3 separate regions of the Anser cygnoides genome follow, and regions 1 and 3 are each linked to region 2. Evidence: chromatin contacts called from public Hi-C data. All regions are on one chromosome and are shown on one strand. Each heading gives the region's core, a stretch centred on a gene start, on an enhancer-like site or on the middle of the called end of the contact. The rest is flanking DNA. Distances are from core to core; before and after follow the strand shown. Region 1 holds the start of RRAGD (Ras related GTP binding D). Region 2 holds the start of LOC125180298 (BLOC-1-related complex subunit 6-like). Region 3 holds the start of UBE2J1 (ubiquitin conjugating enzyme E2 J1).

Evidence for each region. Hi-C and Micro-C count contacts between places; a contact is called where the count stands out from the background.
Region 1: a Hi-C map of granulosa cells shows a contact between it and region 2, with 2.4 times the contacts expected there. The contact joins the promoter of RRAGD here to the promoter of LOC125180298 in region 2. A contact is called at or near these places in 3 of 7 Hi-C or Micro-C datasets (granulosa cells and liver).
Region 3: a contact with region 2 is called in a Hi-C map of liver, with 1.8 times the contacts expected there. The contact joins the promoter of UBE2J1 here to the promoter of LOC125180298 in region 2. A contact is called at or near these places in 2 of 7 Hi-C or Micro-C datasets (both in liver).

What each region holds. Positions count from the first base shown.
Region 1 is chr3:83,133,323-83,136,822 of Taihu_goose_T2T_genome, forward strand. RRAGD (Ras related GTP binding D) reads left to right here and starts at 1,933. Exons shown (of 7, transcript XM_048049477.2): 1 at 1,933-2,205. The coding sequence starts at 2,040.
Region 2 is chr3:83,318,952-83,322,326 of Taihu_goose_T2T_genome, forward strand. LOC125180298 (BLOC-1-related complex subunit 6-like) reads left to right here and starts at 1,334. Exons shown (of 3, transcript XM_048049491.2): 1 at 1,334-1,402; 2 at 1,404-1,733; 3 at 1,735-3,190. The coding sequence starts at 1,334. The coding sequence ends at 2,526. PNRC1 (proline rich nuclear receptor coactivator 1) reads right to left here and starts at 1,251. Exons shown (of 2, transcript XM_048049497.2): 1 at 841-1,251; 2 at 1-308. The coding sequence starts at 1,251.
Region 3 is chr3:83,162,461-83,165,893 of Taihu_goose_T2T_genome, forward strand. UBE2J1 (ubiquitin conjugating enzyme E2 J1) reads left to right here and starts at 1,976. Exons shown (of 8, transcript XM_048049478.2): 1 at 1,976-2,152. The coding sequence starts at 2,122.

The DNA of each region.
Region 1 (3,500 bases), core at 683-3,182, 190 kb before region 2:
GTAGCAAAGAGACAGAGGAGGAGTAATTCCTGAAGTTGATGCAGAGCCCAGGTCAGATTATATTGCCGAGGGGTTGGCAGAAATGCTTCAGCCCTACTCAAAAAACCTATCTGGAGTTGAGCCTGGAGTCTAAGTGGCTCTGAACCTGCAGCCGTAGCCAAGCAGGCGGTCGCTGGCATGAGATTTGTGGGAAGAACTGCACTGTAATCAGCCCTGTCATTCCTGAGCTTCTACACCCTAATTTAGCATTTTAATATCTCCAAATTATTCTCAGTGACTGGTGATGTTTCATAGCTCTTGGTACAAAAGAAACCTAATACTGTCAGGTTTGTGGGCAAGACTCACTTCCCCTCGCCAGCCTTGAAACCTAACAGCCCTTTCGGTGCAGATGTGATCAGCCGGTACCGGAGTGAGACAGACGGCCCTTTATGACAGACCTGGAAACTTTTCTCCGCTTTCAGTCAGGAGTTTTCAACAGACTAATGTCCCCCTGGGCCGTCCCATGACATAATGCTAGAAATTTCACTGGTAAAAGCTCTTGGTCCCAATTTCTTGTAGCAGACTTAACTTTGAAATATTTCACGTAGCCTTTTGGGACACTGTAAATCCGTTCAAGCAAAACTTCTAAGCTGGTGGATGAGTTGAGGAGAAAGAAAGGCATTTCAACACATTTGCATATGGGTAATTTGGCATGACATGGCATAAAAAGGGATTTCTCCTCTCCTTCCCCTACAGAAAAAAGTGCTCCTCCATTATCTCAAGTGGATTAGGGCAGCCTGGAAAGCCTCCTGATAACAGCACCACAAAGGGGCACTCAGAGGATAGAAACAGAAGAATGTGGGCTGGAGCACAGCAAGCTCAGCTCCCAGTGCTACTTGCTCCAGTCCTACCACCACGGGGGGACGGCTCCAGTGCCCAAGGTGGTGTGAGACAGCAGGAGCATCACCAGGAGCCCCCCAGAAGAAGCCTCGCCGTGGGCAGCGCGCTGTGGTCCACCTGCAGCGTTGGTCCAAGGCATGCAGATGAGCATGCAGATCCACGGCAGGCAGATGAGTGCAGCTCAGCCCGCTGGGTGCTGCAAAATTCCATCCTCCTGTAGAGTTTTTATTACTACAGCTTCTCTTAGTGGTCCTGTGTAACATGCTTGAACACGAGCCAGCAGTGTGCCCAGGTAGCCAAGAAGGCCAACGGCATCCTGGCTTGTATCAGGAATAGTGCAGCCAGCAGGAGCAGGGAGGTGATCGTCCACCTGTACTCTGCTCTGGTGAGGCCGCACCTCGAGTGCTGTGTTCAGCTTTGGGCCCCTCACTACAAGAAGGATATCGAGGTGCTCGAGCGAGTCCAGAGCAGGGCTACGAAGCTGGTGAAGGGCCTGGAGCACAAGTCCTGTGAGGAGCGGCTGAGGGCACTGGGGTTGTTTAGTCTGGGGAAGAGGAGGCTCAGGGGAGACCTCATTGCTCTCTACAAGTACCTGAAAGGAAATTGTGGGGAGCTGGGGGTTGGCCTCTGCTCACAGATAGCTAGTGACAGGACTAGAGGGAATGGCCTCAAGTTGCGCCAGGGGAGGTTCAGGTTGGAAATGAGGAGACATTTCTTCTCAGAAGGAGCAGTCAGGCACTGGGACGGGTTGCCCAGGGAGGTGGTGGAGTCACCGTCCCGGGGGGTGTTCAAGGAAAGGCTGGACGTGGTGCTTAGGGACATGGTTCAGTGGGTGATAGTGGTGGTAGGGGGGTGGTTGGACCAGAGGACGTTGGACGTCTCTTCCGACCGTAACGACCAGGAGCCTCACCACCCACCGGCGCCCGCCCTCCCACTCAGGCGCGACTCGGCGGCGGGGCCGCGCGTGCGCGTTCGCGAGTGCCGCGTGCCCGCGCCGCCGCCGTGCCCGTCAGGTGACGCGGGTCGGGCCGCGCTCCGCCCAGCGGCGGGCGGGGGCCGGCAGGGGACGGGAGGGGAGCGGCGGCGGCGGCGCCGCACCTGGGTCCCCCCGCCCCGAGGCCGCCCGCAGGCAGAGGGGGAGCGGCGGGAGCGCGGCCGGCATGAGCCAGGCGCCGAGGAAGCTGCCGGAGGAGGAGGAGGAGGAAGAGGAGGAGGGGGACGAGGAGGAAGAGGAGGAGGAGGAGGAGATCGCGGGCTTGGCCGGCTACGCCGACGGGGCCGGCTCCTTCTCGGACGGCGACGCGGAGAGCGGCGGCGATGAGGCGTGTGAGTGCGGCGGGGACCGGGCCGGGCCGAGCCGAGCCGAGCCGGGCCGCGGCCTGGCGGCGGGCCGGGCACCGGGCTATAAAAGGCAGCGGCCGGCCCCGCAGCTGCGGGTGTCACTCGGCGGGCACGGGGCCGCCGGCTGCCGGCTGAGCCCTGCCAGGCCCTTCCCGGAGGAGCTCCCGGGGCAGGGCAGGGCAGGGCAGCGCCGAGGGGAAGCCCCCCCCCCCCCCTTGCCCTGAGGCCGCTGCCGAGCTAGCGGCGTTGTCTGCAGGGAGGTGAGCCCTGCGCTGTGCCCGGAGGAGTTTGACTGGATATTTTTCCACGGGAACTTCATGAAATCGCTAAAAAATTGCGTTGGTTCTCCATAGTAACGCTATTAATATTATACTTAACGGAAACAACCCTTTGCATCCTGACTAGCAGGAGAAGACGGTCCATGCAGGGACCTTTCTCGTCCAGGATTAAGACAAGGCTTATTTTAACCCTTCAGATCCCCTGGCCTTCTGTTTAGCTCCAAAGTCTGGAGAAAGAAGAAAAAAAAAGAGCAGCGTGGGATTTGGATCAGGGTTTTTTGTGCCTAACACCAGGCTGCAGGGCTTTCCTTTTCCCAGTTTCTATCCTACCCCTTCCCAGGTCTGTACAGTGAACAGTCCCAAATTCAGTGTCACAGCCTCACAGTTTAGCGTTTCTCTGGCTTTTCAGAGGAGTAATGGAAAGGGCAATGCAAGGAGGACAGCTTCCATGCTGTGGCTGTTGAAAGTGAAGGGAGAAGCCAGACCTGAAAGTAAAAATGTAATTTGTGCTTGTGGGCACGCTGGATATTTCAGAGCTTTGTGCTGGTCATCTCTCACCTTGTGCTGGTTTCTTGTCTCTGACCCGAGCTGAAATGACTGCTTCATCTTTTGAGTTTACACATGGGGTTGTATTCAAAGACCTTAAAGCGCTTGGTTCACGTAAAGCCCAGTCATCCTTTTGATATGCTCCACTAAAACATATTTGCAAGCAAGGAAACCTTTGCGGAGTGTCTGAGGAAGTAGCTTTAAGTCATATCCTTGCTGAGTGCCACACTTGTGGCAGGGTAGAGCCAGGTCTTGTGGTTCTGAGTTTTTCTTTGGCTGCAAGAATTTCCTTCCACCAGGCATTTCTGCAATGTCCATAAACCCACAGTAGCTGTACAGCTTGGTTGATTGCATACAAGCTTTTTCTGTTAACTCCTTAGGCTCAGGCCATCCTTAGTGTTGAAGATGTTCAGTGTATGTATCTTGTAAGGCTGCTGTCTCAACAGTATGCTGAAG
Region 2 (3,375 bases), core at 84-2,583:
AATTTTGCCCCAGCGTAATTTTCTTTTTGGTTCGCTTCTGTGAGGGTGACAGGTTTCTTGGACTTGGCATTTCTGAAGTTCTCTGTGTTTTTAAGTGGCTTTTTCTCCTGCTTCGGAATTATTTCTGTCGGTACAGAATCTTGCCAAAAGTTCTCTATCTTTCTCGCAGAGGTGATCTTGGTCAGCGGCACGTTACATTTGCCCTTCTGCCTGTTAATCTTTGGTTGCTCACACAGATGGAAACCGTGCACAGGCTGGCTGTGGGGGGCGGCAGCCTTCTCAGACTTTCCCATCTTGTTCTTCAGGACCTGCGCAGACAAAGACCTCACGTCAACGGGCAAACCCTCTCCTCGAGAGGAGCCTCCTTGACGGTTCTGTCAGCCCCTACGCTGCCTCTAGGGCCAGACCCCGCCGCCATCACGGCGTCCCCCCCCCCCCCCCCGATCCCCTCACAGCCCCCCCCCCTCGCCCCCCGGCCGGCCGCCATGGGGCGCTGCGCCCCGCGCACGTCCCGCCCTGCGCGCGCAGGGGCGGCTGGCGCGCGGCCAGCAGGCTAAATCCGGCTGTTGCTGGGCGCAGCGGCGGCCGCCCATTGGTGGACGGCGGCGGCCAATCACCGGCGGCAGTTTCGCCCCCCCCCCCCCCCCCCAACAGACGTAACGGAAACTCCGCCGCCGCCGCCCCTCACACGCAGGGCGGAGGGAGGGGGGCGAGCAGCTCCCCCCCTACCCCGCGCTCCGGCCGGGAACAAGCGGCCCCCCCCCCCCCCCCCCCCCGCCTCTCCCAACACCGGGGAAAGGGGGAGAAAAGTACCGAGAAGTGCCCGAGCGCCTTCCCTACCTCCTTCCTCAGGGGTCTGCCGGGCGCGGCTCTCGAAGGGGCGGCCGCGGGGGGCTCCTCCTGGGGGGTTGTAACCATGCCGGGAGCTGGGGGAGCGCGCAGCTCCCCCGGGCCGTAGGCGGCCAGCGGCGTCCTCCTGCCCAGGCCGGCGCGGTGCTGCTGGTACTGCTGGTAACGGCTCGGCAGGAGCCCCGCGGGGCCCGGCCGGATCTTGCCCTTCCTCCGCCTCACCCTCTTGAGCGCGGGCCGCGCGCCGCCCCCCGCGGCGGCCAGGCAGCAGCCGGGCTGGTTCTCACAGTTGCTGTCCCCTCGCCTGAGGCGCTGCAGGAGGCCGGAGGGCAGCCGCCGGGGGTCTTCGGCGCCCGACGAGATGCGAGCCAGGAAGGGCGGCGGCGCCGTGGTGGTGACCATGGTGGGACGCGGGGACCCGGAGCTGTGGAGGGGAGAGGGGTCGGGGGGCCGGGGACCGGCTGCCGGGGCTTTGCGGGCTGAGATGGTGGCGCGGTCGGGGCTGCTGCTAGGAGAACATGGCGGGGGAGTGAGGGGAGCAGCCAGCAGCGCCCCTGTGTTGTTACACCGCCGGGCCACGCCCCCTTCCGCCCTCCGGCCAATCGCCGCGCTGGAACGCCGCGAGCGGCACGCCTCTCCGGCGGGCATAGCCAATCCCCGCGAGCCGGCCGCCGCTCAGGCCCCGCCTCGGCCAATCGGAAGCGACACAAACAGTCGCGGCCCCGCCCGCTTCCGCAGGCCGCCCAATCCGCGCGGACACAAACAAGGGGCACTCCCCAGTCTCCGAGTCCCGAGCCCGCAGTGCGAGGCGAAGGGGCGGGGCCAGCCGCTCCCCTCGCCAGCTCCGCCGGCCAATGGCGGGGCAAGAGAACGCCCGGCGGCCACGCCCCCGAAGGCCCCGGAGCCAATCGGAGGCGACATAAACAGGCGGCGGCGGCGCGCCCGCGGGGGGGCGGTGGCGCGCTCCCGGCTAGGCACGCGGGGAGCGCCATGGAGCCGCCGGCCCCGGGCGGTGAGGGGGCACCGGGGAGCCCGGCCCCGGCCCCGGCCCCGGCCCCGGCCCCGGCCGAGGAGGGAGCGGAGCGGGACGAGCGGAGCCTGGAGGCGCTGAGCCTGGCCGCTGGCGGCACCGGAGCGGCGGCAGCAGCGGCGGCGGCGGGGCGGCCGCAGCCCCCCCCGGAGGGCCGCCGGGCGACGCTGGCGAGCGCCCTGGAGCTGGAGGGGACGGTGCTGCGCGAGGGGCGGCTCACGCAGTTCGTGGCCAACAACCTGGAGCGGCGGATCCGCCTGAGCGGCGCCCCGCGGGGCGAGCAGCCGGGGCCGGGCCCTGGGCCGGGAGCCGGGGCCGGGGCCAGCTCCATCCCCGCCATCGACCCCGGGGCGCTGCAGGACGTGGTGGCCCTGGCCGGGCAGGTGGCGGCGCAGGTGGACGAGCTGCTGCGGGCCGTGCACTGCGGGCTGCAGGCCCTGACGGCGCTCAGCGTCGGCTGCATCCAGACCTACCGCGACGGCGTGGAGAGCCTGGGCGAGGCGGCCGACCTCAGCATCCGCGCCATGTACGCGCTGGTGGCCCGCTGCGAGGAGCTGGACCGCGCCATGCAGCCCGTGCCCGCCCTGGCCAAGCGCATCCGAGACATGAAGGGCACCCTGGAGCGCCTCGAGGGGCTCTGCAAGTAGCGCCGCACCCGTGGCACCCGCTACAGCACGGTGGGTGCGACTGAGCGGGTCAGGCCGCCTGCCCGTGGCCTCTCAAAGCTGGCCCCGGAGCCGGTCTCAGCCCCCCGGTTTCATACGTGGTGCCTTCGGGCCCCCTGCCCGGGCCTGGCCTGCCCTCACGGCCAGCCACAGCCTTGGCCTGGAGGAAGCTTGGCAACCAGTGAAGGAAAAGGGTCTCGGTGTAAACGGCGTGGTGAACCGCCCGCAGCGCTCCGTAGCTTAAGCTCCATTAAAGAATTTGGATTCCACATGCCTTACGCTTGCTGTTTATTGAGGGCTAGGGAAAACTAACCAACCTGAATCAGAAGCAGCTGTCAGTATTTATTTTTGACCAAACCTGAAGTTGTTGTGAACGCTTTCTTGATGTTTACAGGCGTACGTGGGTCTTTGTAGTTGACACTTAGTGCCTGACTGAAGTAACTCTCATGCTGTTACAGTTAACAAACGTGGAGAACGCTGCTGTCTCTTACAGGGCACAGTTGTAAGGGAAGACAAGTGAAGAAAATTCAATTCACCAAAACACTTTCTCTCTGAGAATAATATAAAATCCACGGGATAGAATTGCGATCCGGTTAAGAGCAATCCTAGATACAAAATACTAAATAAAAGCCTTCAGTTAAAATACGCTTTGCCTCTCAGTTTCTGCAGTTTTTGTAGAAATTTGAGTAATGTCACTGTGAAATGATTCTGTGATTTATGTCCAATGTGAAACATATTTAGTTTGATGAGGAATATGTATACATTATGACATTACACGGGTGTATGACTGGCATAAAGTAAATACTTTGGAAGAATTTACTTAGCTTGAAG
Region 3 (3,433 bases), core at 726-3,225, 160 kb before region 2:
AGACATCCTGTCCGTGAATTTCTGTTACTTCACATTTATGTCTATTCAGCTTATTTTCAATAGTGTTTAGCTGCTATGTAGTTACAGTGACTGTATTCCTATTTTTAGCTAAAAAACCCTGTTTCATGTTAGCTACAGGTGCTTCCTCTTCGAAATATATAAAATTACATCGCTGCCAGGTTCAAAACCACAGCCCAGGAGAGAAAGCTGAATTCTCTATTGCTCTAGTTCACAGTAAATATCACTCCTTGACTGATGTAATTATTCACATTATCATGCCATTATTTGAAATACCTCCTATCAAAGTAGATCCCAAATTCTTTTTACACAGAATTCTAGATTTTTGAGTGCAAAATACTACTGCTGCTTTGGGGCAAGGCAAGATTTAGTCCCAGAGAGTCCCAGAGCCCTCCCACTGTACAGCAAGGTGGTTCGGACAAGTAAGGAAAGATGGGACGTAACAGCTAGAAATGACCAAAATGGTTCATAAACGTGACATCCAGGTCATTCAGCTCACTGTCTCAAGCAGTTGTATCAGCCATTGTTAATGAGAAAAGCTGAGATGTCACTGTGACTTGTTGGCCATTAAATATCCCATGGGGTGCTTTTGGAGTACAAGGGAATCCCAAAGCCGTTCCTTCCTTTCTGCTACATGTAATTACTCGTTATTTGTAGAGTTCTGCCCTGTAAAAAGGAAGATCACATTTCCCTTTTGAAAATGCACTTACTCAGTAAGATGGAGTCAGGTTGCTTTATTTATTTGTTGCTCTTACCACAAGGCCACTACACAATGGAACAGGAAAGGGAAGTGTAACACCTTATTTTGTAATGCTGAGAACATGAGGAGGTATGCAACTGTATATTATTCTCTGCATTATCTGTATGCAACTTTTTTTGGTTTACAACTGTTTTTTGTTGCTGTTCAATTGAAGAAGGAAATGGGAAAAGAGAACTAAGACATCAAAACACACCAAAACTTAAGTTTTATGTGGATGATTAGGAAGAAAGGGATATAAAAGTAACCTAGACAAAATTAAGGAGAATTTCTGAACTAGAAACAAGGGTGTCAAACTCATGTTGTTGAAGACAAGCATGTAAAAGCTCAGACATGTTTCTTCCAGTTTGCAGTGAATTAAAGTGAAACTGAGACTGCTGAGAACATGAACTCTTTAATTTGGTATGCATTTCCTTAGCTATAAGTTGTTACAAGTGCTATCCCAAGTGGATTGTGGCTGTTACCAGGCAGCAGAGAAACCAAAATTGTAGATGCAAACAAAAATTCCTCTGGCAGTGTGACATGGAAAAGGGGATCTGCCCATCAAGCCACGCTTTTGCTAGTAATTCTTGTCTAAACTGATTAGTGCGTGACACTATTTTAGACTTGCGTGATCCTGAAAGCAAACAAACATGGTGGTACTAAGTCTTACCAGGTCATTAAACTTTTTGGATGAGGCATTGGTGAGGGCTGGAAGAAGTGTTCAAACCGCTCTGCTCTTGTTATGAGGTCCTTGGGCTCCTTAGAGTTACAGAATGATTAAGGTTGGAAAAGACCTCCAAGATCCTCTGGTCCAACCACCCCCCTACCACCGATGTCACCCACTGAACCATGTCCCTAAGCACCACGTCCAGCCTTTCCTTGAACACCCCCAGGGACGGTGACTCCACCACCTCCCTGGGCAACCCGTCCCAGTGCCTGACTGCTCCTTCTGAGAAGAAATGTCTCCTCATTTCCAACCTGAACCTCCCCTGGTGCACCTTGTGGCCATTCCCCCCAGCCCTGTCACTAGCTGCCTCGCCCTCTGACTTCAGCTGCTCGAAGCCCTGCAACAAGATGGGCGCCCCCTGTGCCACCTCAGGGATGCGCTCTCCATCTCCCTTCCTTCCAGAGGAAAACAAAACAAAACAAAACAAGCGGTATGGCCGCAGCCCGGGGGCGGGCAGCGGGGCCCCGGGGGCGGCGCCGCCGAGGCAGGTGCCTCCCTCCGCGGCCACGGCAGGGCCGCCGCCGCCGCTGCCACGTCAGGGGAGTTTCCCGGGGCGAGGCGGGCCGGGCCCGGCCTTCTTCCTCCTCCTCCTCCTCGTCGCTCGTCCCCCGCTGCCGGAGCCGCGGCGCCCGCCGCCATGGAGGGCCGCTACAACCTCAAGAACCCCGGTAAGGCCGCGGGCAGGGCCGGGGCGGCGCAGCGGGGATCGCCCGGCGGCCGAAGGGCTTGGGGGGAAGCGGGGCTCGGTGCGGGTCGCTCCCCGCCGGCACCCGCCGCTGTTATTGGGGCCGAGCCGCAGCCGCCTCCTCTCCTCTCCCCAGCCCGGCTCGGCTCGGCTCGGCCCCGCAGCCCGGTGCCTTGGGGCCGGGCTCTGCCCTTGCTCCCCCTGCCCGCTGTCGGGCAGCAGGTGCTGCCAGCCCCGGGGATGGCGGCTTTGTCCCGGAGCCCTGCCGCCGTGGTGGGAGGCGGGGAGGGACTCAGCGCCGCGGTGACTTGGGCTTGACCGATGCAAATGGCAGGCTTGTTGACACAACATTGCTCCTGGGTGATGGACCTGTTGCTAAATTGTGTCTTCTGCCCCCTCCCTCCTCCTCCTCCTCCTCCTCCTCACGCCCAGGTTGCATAACTGAGCGATGGGGAGCACGGAGCGAGCGGTGCGCGCCTTGGATTTATACAACAACACACCAGGAAGGCACAGTTTTCTCTTCCCTCCCGTATGCTGGACGTGTTGGCGGTGTGAACTGACAAGGCCACACAAACATGCTCACCAGTTGTGGTTTGCCACGTCACTGGGAACGGTGGCGATAACCTCTGTGATGTGCCCGTGGGAGCTGGGTGAAGAGGGCAAATATTTGTGGTTTCGCTTGGAGGTGTTTTTCCCCTCTGCTGTTACGAGCTCCTCTTGTTTTCAAGTGAAAATTCCCTTTGCTGAAATCGATTTTCGCCACCTGCGCAGCTCTATGGCAGACAAACTTCACTTGGGACAGGCAAATGATTCATACAGTGGGTCGATACCGCTTCCCCAAGTCAAACGTGCTCCGCGGCATATGGATGGTGAAGGTCTATACAAAGTCTGTACAAAGCTTGTTTGATAACTCACTTCAATATTCACTTAATATGTTGAAGTTTTTCATTAGAAATATAGGAAAAAGGTATTCAATACCAAAAAGATTCAAAATAAATCTTGTTTCTTCAACTGTTGTTAGCCTTTAAAATGAGTTGACTTGGTTGTATATAGCCATTCCCCTTAGCCTACCACTTCTTTTTGCTAACCAGCTAGATATGCGTATGCAGTTATTTAATACTTCTGTTTGTTTTACAGATTTGTTATGGTTAAATGTGCATTGTAATATCTATTTTTACAATTGCCGTTCATCTGAAGGCTGAAGATAGAAATGTAGACTGCTCTAACCTTAAGGTGGCTTTAACTAATGTAAACATAGTGAAAT